Regions from separate parts of the Zea mays genome. Here region 1 is linked to region 2. A link is a contact called in public Hi-C data. All regions are on one chromosome and are shown on one strand. Each heading gives the region's core, a stretch centred on a gene start, on an enhancer-like site or on the middle of the called end of the contact. The rest is flanking DNA. Distances are from core to core; before and after follow the strand shown.

Region 1 (7,488 bases), core at 2,867-5,366, 72 kb before region 2:
CGATCACGAGACGAGAGCAGCAGCCTCCTACTCCGAGGTGAGAGACCTCACGTTGTCACGCAGCTCAGTCAATGCCAGGCAGGCATAACCAACGGCGCTAACCCCCCATTCGCTAACTATATAACTCGCTAATTAACCCTGGCGCGTTCACGTGACCGCGGCCGCTCGATCGCTGGCACGAGAGCGGGGCACGTCATCGTCGGCTCTGCGTGCAAAGCAGATTGGACGGGCTGGGCGAGCAAAGCGACAAGCACCAATTACTGCCGGCTGACACGGTTCGTTTGTTTGTTTGTTTAACGGTGGATGTGGATCTAGCCAGCACAGCACGCACGCTGACGTTACGTGCGCCGGCGTGGTCAAGTACTACAAGTACTGTACAATAACACCAATCAAGGACACTAGGACAGAGAGGCAGAGAGCCACAGAGGCCGTCAGGTCCGGAGGCAACGCACGCACCTCGCGCCCGCGGTGTCAGCGCTGGGCTGGGCTCGTTGCCTTGCCGACTAGCGCTGTTGTGTGAAGCAACTAGTCGTCATCGTAGCACTTACGTCGCCCGCGTTGATGCTGCTGCTGCTGTGCTGGGCGCAACAGCGGTATGAGGTATGATTAGCGTTAGGAATCGGTTGCCTGTGATGCGTACAGGGGCCGGACTCCACTGCAGCTCTGCTATGCGTGAGGTTGCCAGCTGAGCAAAAACTAGGGCAGCGGGGTGTTGACTCTGCTGCACATCTGCTGTGCCCGAGGGATAGACGAAAAAATAATCTAGACGGATAAACAAGTCAGTGACAGAAGCGTTTACGTTTTTCAAAGGAAATATCATTAACGCCCACAGGCCACAGTACGTTAGCTGAGCAAACAAGTGTTGACGGCTTGAGGCCACTGCTGTGCTCCGGATAAACGAAAAATATCTAGATGAATAAATAAAGGGGAATTTGGATCCATACCATTAAAAGATCACCACTTTGGATCCATACCATTACTATCTCACTTACATGTGGGTCCACATGAGTCAATGACATGTAGGGTCCATGGTATATATCTAAAGTTTGGATCTTTTAATGGTATAGATCCAATTGTAAATAAATTAGTGACAAAAACGAAACGGAAAACAATATAGATGAGAAATTAATTTAGACGGACAAATAAATCAGTGACAAAAAAGAAAAAATCTGGACGAGAACAAGCGAACGAACGAAATAAACAGCGATAAAAACAAAAAAATACAGAAAACGCCCACCGTGGGACTCGAACCCACGACCACAAAGTTAAGAGCCTTGCGCTCTACCAACTGAGCTAGACGGGCTTTGTGGTTGTAATGAAAATTATATGGTACATCACCTTGTTCTCTACTGAGTGTTCTTTACCATGCTTACGTTCTTTAATTTCCAACAAAACTGTTGAGAACACATGGAAATTTTGCCGTGTCAATAATAATAATAATAAGTAAAATCTGAGTACAAAAGGTTGCTATAGTCTAGTAAGCTAAACATGAAAGGTTAGTAAATTTTGGTAGCAAGCCAAAATAACAGAAAAAAAAATGATGATCTGTTAAGTTTAAATTTGACATGCTTTGAAAACGAACCAAGCATGGCCGGGCGGTGAGCTGTTGTTTTATTTTTAACTCAAATCCCCTCATTACTAACACAAACCAAAACATTTCACTGGTATGTACACACGAAAGCGTTGCAAACAGTAATCCCATGCTGTCACACTTTCATTATCTGCTATAAGTCTCAAGCTCGCAAACATATTTATCTATACTCTCGCGTCTGTGTGTGTGTCTGTGACTACAGCAGTCTTCAAAACGGAAGCAGCAAAAATCGTTCTCAGCTCTTCTAAAACACGAGCTGAGAACAGAAAACAAGAAATGGTCTCAAATGGCACACCGTAAAGATCTACACCTATTTACTGTACTTACGGCAGGTCCGGAATCTGCGGCTATAGCACGCGAACGACACGCTCGCCGGGCACCTCCGACGTCGGCTGCTGGCCGTCCATCTCGTAATGGCGGTGGATCAGGTTGAGCAGCGCCCTGGCCCGCTTGCACGTCTGCGGGCTGCCGTCGGCCACCAGCGTGTACAGCGACGACATCAGCCCCGGCATCCTCCCCAGCAGGGCCACCACCTTGTCCCCACCGTGCCGGCACAGCGAGACCAGCAGGGCCACGCAGTGGTCCTTCCCCGACCGGGACGCCGAAGTGGCGAGCGCCTCGACGACGCGGGCGACCAGGCCCGGCCGCGCCAGCACGGCCTGCGCGCCCGCCGGCTGCTCCGCGAGCCTCGCCAGCAGCGTCACGGCGTCGCTGGCGAGGTCGTCCCGGTCGCCGGACAGGAGGCCCGCGAGAGCCGACACGGCGCCAGCCCCGACGGCCTTGCCGTGGTTGCTCGCGCACTGGAGCAGACCGTAGAGGCTGACCATGGCGTTCTTGCGCCCGCGGTGCGCTCCATCGCGGATCAGCTGCACCAGAGTCGGGATGGCCTCCGGGATGCGCCCAATCTCCTCGGCGTGCTCCGCGTTCGACGACAGGTAGAACAGGACGGCCGCCGCGTTCTGCCGCGCCTCCGCCCTGGCGCCCACGTTAATCACGTCCACCACGAGCCCCACGCCGCCGGCCTCGAAGAGCGCCGCCCGGCCCCGCGGGTGCTTCGACAGGTTCAGGAGTGACGCCACCGCATTGTCCTGCACGGACGCGTCCGTCGAGGACAGGAGGCACAGCAGCCACGGCACGGCGTTGGCCTCCACGAGGCACGCGCGGTAGAACATGTTGTGCTTGCACAGCTTGCGGGCCTCGCAAGTCGCCTTCCTGCGCTCCGCCGTCGAGCCCATCGAGAGCTGGGCCACGACGTAGGCGACGGCGAGGCGGGCCGCGCCCGCGGCGGCCGGCCCGAATGGCACGGCTGTGTTGCCGAGCGCGCCGTGACGGTGCCCTGAGCTGCTTGGGTCCGGAAGCGAGACGCCGTTGCTGAGCAGCATCCGCTCGATGATCCCGCGCAGCGCGGCGTTCGGCACGACGTCGGCGGTGCGGAGCCGCTCGCCGGTGACCGGGCACGTGTGGCATCCGGCCTTGATCCACCGGGTGATGGACTCGCGGTCGTACGTCTGCCCAGTAGACACAGTCACGGGGTCCGTCATGAGGTCCAGCGCGATCGGGCACTGCAACATCTCCGGTCTGAGCCAGTCCGGGCACCTCGCCGGCCGTGACGCCGCGTCCGCTTTTGGATTCGCGTCGGTCTGGTCGAACAGCACGACACGGCAGTACACCAGGATTGCCATTAAGCTGTTGATGAGCACCGCGTCGCTGCTGCTGTCGCCGCCTGCGCCGTCCAACCGCGTGCGCAGCTCGTCCTCCAGGAAGGCAATCTCCTCGGAGCACTCGGTCCAGCTTCTAACCCCGATGTGCTCTAGCACCCGCCTCGCGTCCTCGGCGTCCGGCGAGACGCCGCTCTTGAACTGCTCCAGTATCGACCGCACGCTCCTCGCCGCGCGCTCGTCACTGGCGTCCGGACGCACGGCCACGCGCCACGCATGCTCCGACATGAGCCGCGCGAGCTCCCCGGCCTCCACGGACGCGTCCACGACGTCCTTCGGCAGCGCGTCCATGGCCGCAGCGACGGACCCGAGAATCACCCTGAGCTCAGACGCGGCCAATCCGGCGTTCACGAGCACCCACAGCCGCGCGCCCCGTCGCGCGCAGTCCGTGAGGAGTAACCGCAGCTTCTGCATGGCCACGTGCAGCTCCGTGAGCCCCAGCACCGCCGATGATGGCAGAGGTGCCGTCTTCGTCACTGACACGTCTTGGACCTCCTCCAGAAACGCGAGGAGGAGGCCTGCAATCCGCACTGCCTGCCGTAAGCCGCGCCGGAGAACAGGGAAGGCGCCGGCGTCGGCGCCGAGCCCTTGGCTCGCCAAGTCGGCCGCAAGTGCGAGAAGCGAGCTGAACAGAGGCGCCGGCGCGATGCTCTCGCATGGGTAGACTGCCATGAGGGATAGCAGCCGGCGGCGCTTCGGTTCGCCCGTTGGTGGAGGCGGCGGCATTGGCGGTGACGCTGGTAATCGTAACGGGAAGAAGGGGGCACATTAAACGGTTAAAGTAGGAAGAGAAGTTTAGAGGTAGCCGTAATTCGTAGCGCTAGAGCCGATATTTATAGAGGAGGTGGCACACGTGTTGCGAGGCAAAGGCAGAGGCTTGGGATCATGCCACGTGGATGTGCTGACACGTGTTAGGCGATAGTCAGGCGGTTCCTGCGATGGCGGCGGAAGTTGTTGGGATAAGACTGGAACAGCACCAACCGCTCCTGCATATAGGGATGGATTTCGGTCGGATACGGATGGAAACGAATCCGGATAGCACTATTTACCATATTTTAACTCGAATACGAATACGAATACGAATGTTATCGAATACGAATACAAAATGGATATCTCGAATACGGATTCACACCCGGATGTTTATATAGTTAAATCCATTACAAACATCATATAATTCAATCATAACAAAGAAAATATTTGTTATGAGTTCATCAACAACCAAGGCAAACTAAAATCAAAGTACTACATATACTCTCTGATCAATACAAACATAAATCATGAGTGATAAATGCTTCATACTTCATACCGTAACTAACTAACTACCATGTTAAAATGAGATAAAGTTAAATAGCAGCAACCACTGATGTAAAGTCCCACATTAAAGTACATCTCATTCACGATGGATACAAAAGCAACCACTTGTAAATTATAATTCTATTTGGCTGCTAGTTTTACCACACACTACTGTATTTTTCTCTCACGATGAATACAGCACCAGCCGCAGTAGCACTGCCCCAAAATAAGCAGCAGGTGAATCAAAATTGAAAAACACAATTCTAGCATTGGAAACACTATAGAAGGCACTCAACATGTGGGAGAACAGCAAGTTCCAGCTCCAAGCAGTCAAGCACATCTCACTCTCACCTAAAGAAATGATGAGAATTTTCAACAATATGTTCTGCAATATTTTTTATACTAGATAAAAAATATTATACTAGCAAAGTGGAAATATTTATCTAATGAAAACACTCAAAAAGTATTAGGACTCACCTAAAGAAAGAACAACCCTATCTTTCTTCTAGATCAACAAGGTTGTCACCATCAACAATGCTTTCAGCAGCATCAGTAGCACCTACAACACACATGATGATGTGTATAAAAAAATTGTGCAACTAAACTAACAGCATGAAGTATAGCTAAATAGTTATTATATTGTACCTCCATCTTCCTGGAGTGTAGCATTAACACCAGAACCAGCTAAGTCATCAACGTTTGAGAATAAATCTTTTGGGTCTGAAATAAATATACAAGAATCGCATGGGGATATCATCAGAGAGTAATGCATGCAATGGGAAAACCAGCATGCAGTAGTGACAAATGTGGCACTGAAAATACCTTTGTTTGAAGCCCTAATCCAATCTTTGGTGCAAATAAGTGCCTCAACCACCTGAGGGTCCAAACGGCTACGATACTTGTTAACAACTCTTCCTCCAGCACTGAATGCAGATTCAGATGCTACTGTTGATGCTGGAATAGCCAAAACGTCCCTTGCCATTTGAGAAAGGTTTGGATACTTTGTGCCATGTGCCTTCCACCAACTCAATATGTCAAAGTGGTCACTATCTTTCCAACTAAGCAATGGTTCTTTGCTATATTGCTCTAGCTCAGTTTGATCTTGGCCCAATTCCATGTTGTCCCTTAGAAATGAATTTAGTCTTTTTCTCCTTGGCTCCTCATTTAAATCCATAAAGAAATGAGAAGTTCTACTATTTCTAACAGTTCTACCTTCAGTTTGTTGGACACAGTTGGTTGTAGAAGAACCATATGTAGTGGCATAAGAATCATAAATCTTTTGAAGAACCTTTTTGAATTCATATGTGTCATCAAATCCATAATCTTCTGACATCTCAGAATAATAAAATTCGACCACTTTCATCTTGTACCGAGGATCTAAGAAGCATGCAACAGCTAGAGCAGTATTGCTCATCTCCCAATACTTGTCAAATTTTTCCTTCATTGATTTTGCCATAGAAGCAACAAAACTATCATTGCTTTTTAGCCAGTCAATAATCTTGAGGTTAATTTCACAAAATTCTAAAAAGAATAAGTTTGCTGTTGGATAATGAGACCCTGAGAGGAGTTTAGTGGCTTCATAAAATATCTCCAAACAGTTGCACAATGCAGCAGCATTGTCCCATTCTTCTCTTGTAGGAGCATGTGAACCATATTTATCAGGAAAGAGTAGAACAAGTCTTTGGAACACTTTTTTGAAGTGAAGAGCGTCTGCTAACATTAAGTAGGTTGAATTCCATCTAGTGGACACATCTAAAGAAAGGCCCCTTTCTGTTACACCTAGGTCAGCAGCTTGCTTTAAAAATGTCTCTTCTTGCAATGGTGAGCTCTTAACAATAACGACCAATGCACGGATGTTTGCAATAACAGCTAAAATTGTGCTCACACCATCTCGAGCAATGAGGTTAATAATATGAGCTGCACATCGCACATGAAAGAACTTGCCACCACAATGTATAGAGCCTTGATTCTTAAGAGTTGAAATGATAGTGTCCACGCAAACATCATTTGAAGATGCATTATCTAATGTCAATGCAAACAATTTTTCATCTAGATTCCATGAGGCCATATTTTGCATAAATGCAGCACTCAAATTAGCTCCTGTATGCCTTCCTTCAAGATGCATAAAGTTTATAATTCTTTTATGTAGCTTCCATTCACCATCAATAAAATGACAAGTCACACATAGATACCCCTTATTCTGGTTAGAAGTCCATACATCCATGGTGCAACTAAATCGACATTTAAGAGTGGCAAAGTAATCGTACAACATTTTCTTCTCATCATAAAATATATCCATTATCTTTGTCCTGCTGCCCTTGCGACCCTTTATTGGGAAATTTGGACACAAAGACCTTATAAAATCATTTGTATACTCATGTTCACAGTAGCTTATGGGATACTCATGCATGATAATTGAAAGATAGTATTTCCTAATACTAGCAGCCTCATCAAACTTCCAAGTTATTTTTTTACTGCTAGATTTTTCACTGCCTTCATCATGAAATGAGTAGTAATGATTCCATAGGCGTGTGGTACCTTGGTTGCTTGGCGCGGAAAGAACATCATCACAATATATGCATGCTGCCATTGGCTTCTTGATAACCATGTCATCCTCCTTTTCTTCAACAAGAATTTCATTGAAATGATTCCAGATTTTTGAAGTCTTCCTCTTTGAGCGCCTGACTTTGGTGGATGAATTTTTTCCAGTTGGGACTCATTTTCAATCTGAACAGCAGCTGCGGCACTTTCATGCATAACCCTCTCAATTGCATTCACATTGGTGTTGTCATTTGTGTCATCCTCATTTGCAGATGGCATCGACTTCTGTAGGAACATAACTGATTTTAAAAATGATGCAAAAGTTTATAGATGAATTTTTTTATA
Region 2 (7,591 bases), core at 927-3,426:
TCTCATCAACGAACAACATATACATACTCCCTCCCCAGTATATAAGGCATAACTGTTGGGGCCCTTCTTCTTTCGAAGGTCCTCAAAAACACGGTGAACCATTGGTTATCAATATGTTGTCAAGTATTGAGGAGCTTTGTCATAACAGCACAGGAAGACGATGTAAGAAGAAGATGTCAATCCTGAATGCTGAAGGCAAAAGACAATGTTGTTTTTGTATTATTTGTAAATCCTGTGTGTAACCATTGTGGATATAAATATAATTTCATATGAAGCTGTATGATTCTCTATAAATAGATGAACAGTACCTCCGTACTGTTCAGACATTCATCTTTGAAAGTCATTCTTGCATTCTTTCCTTCAAGCAAACTGTTGTAGTGCCTCATTAGCGTGTATCCCAAGTTATGACATTATTCTAAAGTGGAAAATGAAATAAATGTTTAACATGATATTACATTATAATATTATCTTTATTAGAGATGAAGATCCGTTCTTCTTCACCTTCGTCTAAGGACCATTATCTTCGAAGAACGAAGACGCTTAATACTTAATATTTGTGTTGCCTTGTTTTTTATTCACAGTTATTGAGAACAAGTAACCAACAGTAACCATCTTTGGTTCAAAGACCAAGAAATGTACTTAATTGCTTTTATACCACTGTATCGATGTACATATGCATAAAGAGAGCACACCTTATATTGTGGGACAAGAATAAAAAGTGGTTACGCCTTATATCCTGGGACGGAGAGGCCGCCTCCAATTCCTCCCTCTGTAGGATTGTAGCGTTAGCACGGACTATATGTTAGTATATATAAATCACCAGTTTCTATGGTTCTGCACCATATTTCTATCGTCGTTGTGGGTCACCCTTCCTTTCTGCTTTATGCAAAAATAAGGTAAAATTATGCACAAGTGATGGTTCAAACATTCGTTGTTGGCTTCGTATTCACACTCACTTAATCAACAGAACACACATATTTTTGTATTTTATTAAAATGAAGTCTATCTATGTAACATATAAAAACCGTATTAGTGCACGGGTCTGACTATTACACTATATAACAAGCGGTGATTTGTCTTCTTTTCCAAATTTTCACACACATTTTAGACCCGAGGACTGGCTTGCTACTCCTACGCTCTATTGAAAGTAAGGCCCCGTCTGGTTCCAACAAATTTTGAGCACGTCAGGGAGGTGACACTTAAGCCAAAGCAAAATCCACTCTCCGTCCTCGATAATAGGAGATATTGGAGAGTTAGCACAATTTCCAATGTAAAAATATATAGATCCAAACACCATGATTAGTAAGAATCTCTTGAGAGTATCTAGATTCTTAGGGTATATTTGAGTGGGAGGGCTTCACTTTAAGAAATTTAGCTTTGGTTTTTGGGCTTCACTCTATATGATTGGTTGCCAGATACTACCCGTCCAGGCTCGTGTCATGCGTTGATCGGGTGCGAGCGGGTATTTGGTTGCTGTGCCCCACGTCCACCGGACTGCACACGCGCATGCACTTTAGTGCTTTTTTACTGTTCAGCCTGCATGCGTGGAGAAGCTGAAAATGGACTTCGCTGGGGACCAGGCCCGCACTAGCCAGGCGCGCGACAGACCGGCAACCAATCAGGCCGTATAAAACAACTTCAACAAATTGTTGAGGTGAGTTTGAAGAGTGTTTGGCTTGCACATGAACTCTAGCTTCTGTAGTACAATAGATTTGTGTGAGTTTTCTAGGTTACCTTTGATGATTAGTGGGCTGTCACGAGAGAACCGAGGTGGTATGTTTTTGTGTAACTGGTGCCATGGTGGGTAATTTTTGTGTAACTTAATGATGAGTATGAAAATAGTGTTTGTGGAGCATCCCTTGAGGAGCTTCATGAATTTTATGAAAGTGACATTTAGTTTTTTTTGAAGTTAGAGCTAGTAGAGCTAGACCTGATTGGATGAAAGAAGCTAGAATAAACCCAAAACTCTTGAAGTAAAGTCTTTCCAAACAGGTGCTTATAATTTGGATGATTAATGTGATTTTCAATTTGTTAGTACGTTCAGCTGAGGCTTCGCATCATCTGTGGAGTACGTGTACGCGACAAGTGACGCGGGCGCAGTGTAAAGTCCGCGCAGAGCGATGGTGAGAGCTTTTGTTCCGGCTCGTGTGGTCCACGGCGCTCGGGTGTGTTGGCGAGACGCGCACGTCGGCCGTAGCGTAGCGGCCGGCTGCGCCGGCACGCGCAGCAGCACGGCGGCTTTTGCACGCCTCGCGTGTGCACTGGATCCAACGGGTTCGGAGCTGGCTGCCGCCGGCGCCGCCTGCCTGTCTTTGAGCAGGCGGGGGCGGGCAGGTCTCCGTCGCTCTCAGGTCTCCATTCTACTAGCCGCCCGACGGGTCTCTCGTTGCGATCTGCGAATCGCCCGCCTACTGCCTTGGGTGTCCTGGTGGATTGCTGCCGTTGCAAGCTGTTTGCTAACACGCAGAAACTTTTCCCATGGTGTACATATTTCAACAGAAAAGTAAAAACAGCCTCGCTCTCTTGTCACGCGGGGTGCGCTGGATTTTGGTGTAGAATTCCAACAGCGCCTGCTGGGCTGGCGTCGGTCGCGCATTATTTCGAACGGGCATGGTGGGGGGTGAGTTGTTCATTGACAGGCGATACTCCATGCTTGGAACATCCTACTCTTTGGGACCAAGTCTCTCCTCTTTTTTTAGTCGCCGGTACCATTGATTTGCAGCGGCGCCGCTTTTCAGCTGTCTTTTTTCATTGCCATGTTTGGAACATCCTGTTCTTCTTTTAGTAAGGACAATTAGATTAGAGGGAAAAAAAAGAGTACACAAAGTTTTAGGATACCCGATCACAAAGAGCGTGTATATATGCTTCCCGAATTATACACTACGTCAAAAACGTTTAAAGAGGATGTGAGCGTCTATGACATTTGTTAAAAACACGTCACTAAAGAGGATGTGAGCGTCTATGACACGGGTTAAAAACACGTCATAGTGATGTCCTTTTTAAAAACGTGTCACTGATAACTGTGCACATATGTCATCTATTATAAAAATGTGCCACTAGCAAAATATGGCAATGATTCACTAACATCTTTTATTTGAAGTGTCTATTTAGTGACATGTATTTAAATATACGTTACTAATACATATACATTAGTGACGTGTAAATATAAATGCGTCACTGGCTTTAGACATCATATGTATTTAGTGACGTGTATTTAAATACAAGTCACTAATATACATACATTAGTGACGTGTATATATAAACACATCACTGGCTTTAGACATTATATATGTTTAGTGACGTGTATTTAAATATATGTCACTAATACATATAAATTTGTGACGTGTATATATAAACGCGTCACTGACTTCATATGTCATATCTGTTTAGTGACATGTATTTAAATACACGTCACTAATACATATAAATTAGTGACGTGTGTATATAAACGTGTCACTGGCTTTAGATGTCATATCTGTTTAGTGACATGTATTTACATAACGTCACTAATACATATACATCAGTGACGTGTATATATAAACGCGTCACTGGTTTCAACCTTGGCGGCGCAATTAAAATTCGATTTTTTTCAAATGACCTTAGATGAAAAAACACCAAAATAAAAGTTGTAGATCTTGAAAGGTTATGAAACTTTGTTGTTGACAACATTTGAATTTGAAATCATCTTGTCATAAAAAATATGTTTGAAGTTTTTAAATTTAAAATCAAATTTTGTAAACGATCTCGGATGATGAATCTGTTGGGGGCATTCGTCTTTTGAAGGTCCTCAAAAACATGTTTAACCATTGGTTGCCAAGTATTGCAGGAGCTTCGGCACCAGAACACTTTCGCTGCAGTACATTGGAGGAGGGACGAAGCTAGCTTCGTCACATCAACACAGGGAGACAATGCAAGGAGAAGGAGTCATCCTAAATGCTGAAAGCAAAAGACAATGTTGTCCTTGTATTATTTGTAAATCTTGTGTGTAATCCTTGTGGGTGTAAATGTAATTTCGTACGAAGTTGTACGACTCTCTATAAATAGACGAATAGTGCCCTACATAAAGTACCTTTTGAAGGGCGAGACAATTGCTATGTGTAATCTTTTCTCTAAAGCACCTCGCTCTAATCCATTTTGTAGAGTCGAAGGTATGATTATAAATTAATTATACAAAATAAGATAAATATGATATTAGTACATCTGAGACAGATAGTTATGTGAAAATTCTTTTACATTTTTTACTTCTTTATGCAATTAAGTTATGACTGGTCCGATTAAGTCTCAACCTTCGTCTTTGAAGGAGTTGTTCTGAATGGATAACTGCTTAAAGACGAAGGTTGATTATCTTTTTTTAACAATGTGTTGCCTTGTTTTTGATTGTATATAACAATTGGAAACAAGTGACCAATATTGGCGCCCACCTCCAGTGAACTCATCAACGACCACCTTCGTCATGCCACCTTAGAAGACAACAGCACCAGGGGCTGTTCTTGCTCCTCTGGATACCAATCAGGACGAAATCCTCCTAAGAGAGGCCCGAAGCTAGAAAAGAAAGGCTGCTAGCCCAACCCCACAAGATGAGGAGCTGGATCAAGAGATCAACAACCTGGAAGCCATACACCAACAAGTGGAGAAAACAAGGAGAAGATGCTTCGGTTGTCTGAGCTACAAAAGAAGATCAACAAAGCAACTGATAAAATGCGACACATCGCACAAGATACTGAACAAGGGTATCGACCACAACAAAGAGACCTTCGTCACGAAGGCCCCAACCATGGAGATATGTGGTATGAAGATTTTAACCATGACAATATTGCTTTTGATGATGCTTCTCCTCTAGCTACAGAGCTGCATGCAGTGCCATGACCACCTTTGTACAAGCCACCCCAGTTAACCATGTACGATGTCCATTCTGACCGAAGCAATTTCTCATGAGCTACGAAGCCACCATATCATCCTATGGTGGCAATACGACTATCATGGCCGAATCCTTCGTCATGTCGGTCAGGAGTGTTGCCCAAACTTGGTACTCCTCTTTCAGGGCAGGAACAATTACATCTTGGTAGAAACTGAAGGACATGTTGATCACAAGTTTTCTGAGGTTTCAGACGAAGCCGGTAACTGCTGAGGCCTTGTTCCAGTGCACACAAGATCATGTGGAATATTTACAGGCTTACATCCGAAGATTTTTGCGGCTCAGAACCCAGACACCAATGGTGCCAAATGAAATTGTCATTGAAGCAATGATCAAGGGGCTCCGGCCAGGTCCAACAGCACAATATTTTGCTAGGAAACCCCTCAAACTCTAAAGAACCTTCTCCAAAAAATGGACGAGTATATCAGGGTCGATAATGATTTTCGGCAAAGAAGAGAGTAAGCTTACATATATTCTGAGATGACAAGGGGCTTCGGTGGAAGGTTTCATCCAAGACATGTTAGAACAATCCACAACCCAGGCCAAAGTGAAGACAAGAACAACCAAAATCAAGGGTAACAGAGTAACTCCCAATCAATAGGGACGCACCAGAATTCCTTCAGACCACCAGCCCCAAGAGGCAGAGGAGGACGAAGCTTCGGAGGAAGATACAACTCTCAACCAAGAACATTATTCTTCCTATTATGTGGAGAAGATAAGGGACACACAACACGGACTTGACAAGTCACAATACAAAAGCAGAAGGAAATAGTTGAGGCTGAAGCACGGCAGAATCAGCCGAATCAAGTTCTTCATACTGCTTCGTACTATTCTCCATACATCCTAGAGTACGTACGCAACCAACAGCAACTTCCACAATCTACAGCTTCAGTTGCCTCAGTAAGTCACTCTCCGGCTAGGTGGGCCTTACCTCAACCACCTGCATCAGTTCCAAGTTCGTCTTACAATCAGCAGCCTCAGGGGCAATATCAGGATCAACAACATCGTGATGCAAGGGAAGAATCCAAAGCTCAAACAATTAACAACACTGTTCCAGAATCCGAACATATCTACTGAAGCACCAGAGGGACTGTGTCAAAAATCTGAAGCATATCTATTGTATTTTTTGTTTCTTTTGCTTTACATTTTGCCTCAAAAACACTTTAATAAGGTACATCCTTCAACACTTTGTAATAAATCTAAGGTTACACCATCGAGTGTAACAAAAGTGCCGAACATGCTCCAAAGTCGGGGATGCAGAGCTAAAATACCACCTAGTAAAGGTGAAGAAGCTCCAAAGTCGTTCCTAAAGAGATACAGAGCTAAAATACCACCTAATAAAGGTGAAGAAGCTCCAAAGTCGTTCCTAAGGGGATACAAAGCTAAAATACCACCTACTAAAGGTGAAGAGACTCCAAAGTCGTTCATAAGGGGATGCAGAGTCTTATTGTAATATTTTTTCTATCATCATATTAACCCAAGCATCATTGCATCATATCATCACATCATTTTGCATCATACCATCATGCATCATCTTGCATTAACCGTGAAGAGAAAAGAAGGGGAATCGCTCCTTGGTCTGCAGATGTGGCTTGGCTACAATGCTAAATACGTGTTTCTTGAGAAATCATGGACTAAAAACAGGAGGACAAAGAAAGGGAAAAATGCTACATGTTCAGTAGTCATTGTCACCAACAGGACAAAGAAGGGGCTAATGCTTTGACTCCGGTAACAGATATTTTATGACATTATAAGGTCTTCGGCTGAAAAGGGCTTTTCTTTACGAAGCGTGAAAAGAAAGGAAGGTGTTTTTTTGCCTTCGGCTCAAAAACGGTATGTACATTTATTTCACGTTGCATAAAGAAAAATAGTATACATCGCAATGATATAGAACACAATTGTTTTTACATAGAGCACACAAACTTTAGAATGTTTGTACATATTTTTCAAACATACATTTGGCAAAGTCTTTACAACAATTTAATCGTCTTCCTTCAGAAATTTCTCCGCAACTTCGTTTAGTAGTTTGTCGACGGCTTCGTCTATTGCTGCGTTTACCACCTTAAATTCATCAAGGATTCCCTTTAGCGATAGATCTGCTTTGGGGTCATATGGTTCGGGTGGTGGAAAATGTTCCGCTACTTAAAGAGACTGTTTAGTGGCCAAATGACGAAGGTAAGAAATAATGAGGACACAAATTAAAAGTAAAAACACATACCTATGCGTCGTTCAAGCTCCACAACTTCTTCAGCTTTCCTAGCTTCTTCTTTAGCGTGATGAGCGTGAGGTAAACGTAAGAGTAAGAATAAACGCAGACAGTAAGTCGCAAATGCGAAAAGTAAGGGTTCAGAATTTGAAATGACCTCTTCTTATTCCCGTCTGATAGCTTCATCTGCTATCTCCCTCCCACCATTGAGCCAAACTTCAGAATACAATTTCCCTCCTAGACTAATAGCTTAGCCAGAAGGTTCTTTTACATCTTCGGCTGCCACTACAAAATCCGGTTGAATTACAATCTTCGCATGTTCGCAGCCAACTTTCTCAAGCAGTGACACTGCTCCACGGGCCCCTACGCAGGCGCAGTAATCATGTAATACCCACTTTATAAGAAAAGACTAAAAAAGAAATTATAGTACTTTATATCTATATGTGTTATCAATGTTTATCATCACATGT

What was found. Hi-C and Micro-C count contacts between places; a contact is called where the count stands out from the background.
Region 1: a Hi-C map of leaf shows a contact between it and region 2, with 5 times the contacts expected there. The contact joins the promoter of LOC100281562 here to the enhancer-like site in region 2. A contact is called at or near these places in 3 of 25 Hi-C or Micro-C datasets (bundle sheath, endosperm and leaf).

What each region holds. Positions count from the first base shown.
Region 1 is chr7:108,552,198-108,559,685 of Zm-B73-REFERENCE-NAM-5.0, reverse strand. LOC100281562 (ubiquitin-protein ligase) reads right to left here and starts at 4,116. Exons shown (of 1, transcript NM_001154481.2): 1 at 1,601-4,116. The coding sequence starts at 4,035. The coding sequence ends at 1,939. It overlaps TRNAK-CUU (transfer RNA lysine (anticodon CUU)), which reads right to left and starts at 1,303; the gene lies at 1,231-1,303.
Region 2 is chr7:108,477,951-108,485,541 of Zm-B73-REFERENCE-NAM-5.0, reverse strand. No RefSeq gene overlaps it. Among protein-coding and RNA genes, the nearest start is that of LOC103634081, 20 kb to the left of the region's middle. Within about 2 kb of position 2,176, at least 15 of the 20 cell types and tissues checked have an H3K27ac peak or open chromatin away from gene starts, as enhancers often do. A contact at or near this core is called in bundle sheath, endosperm and leaf, where this site is marked.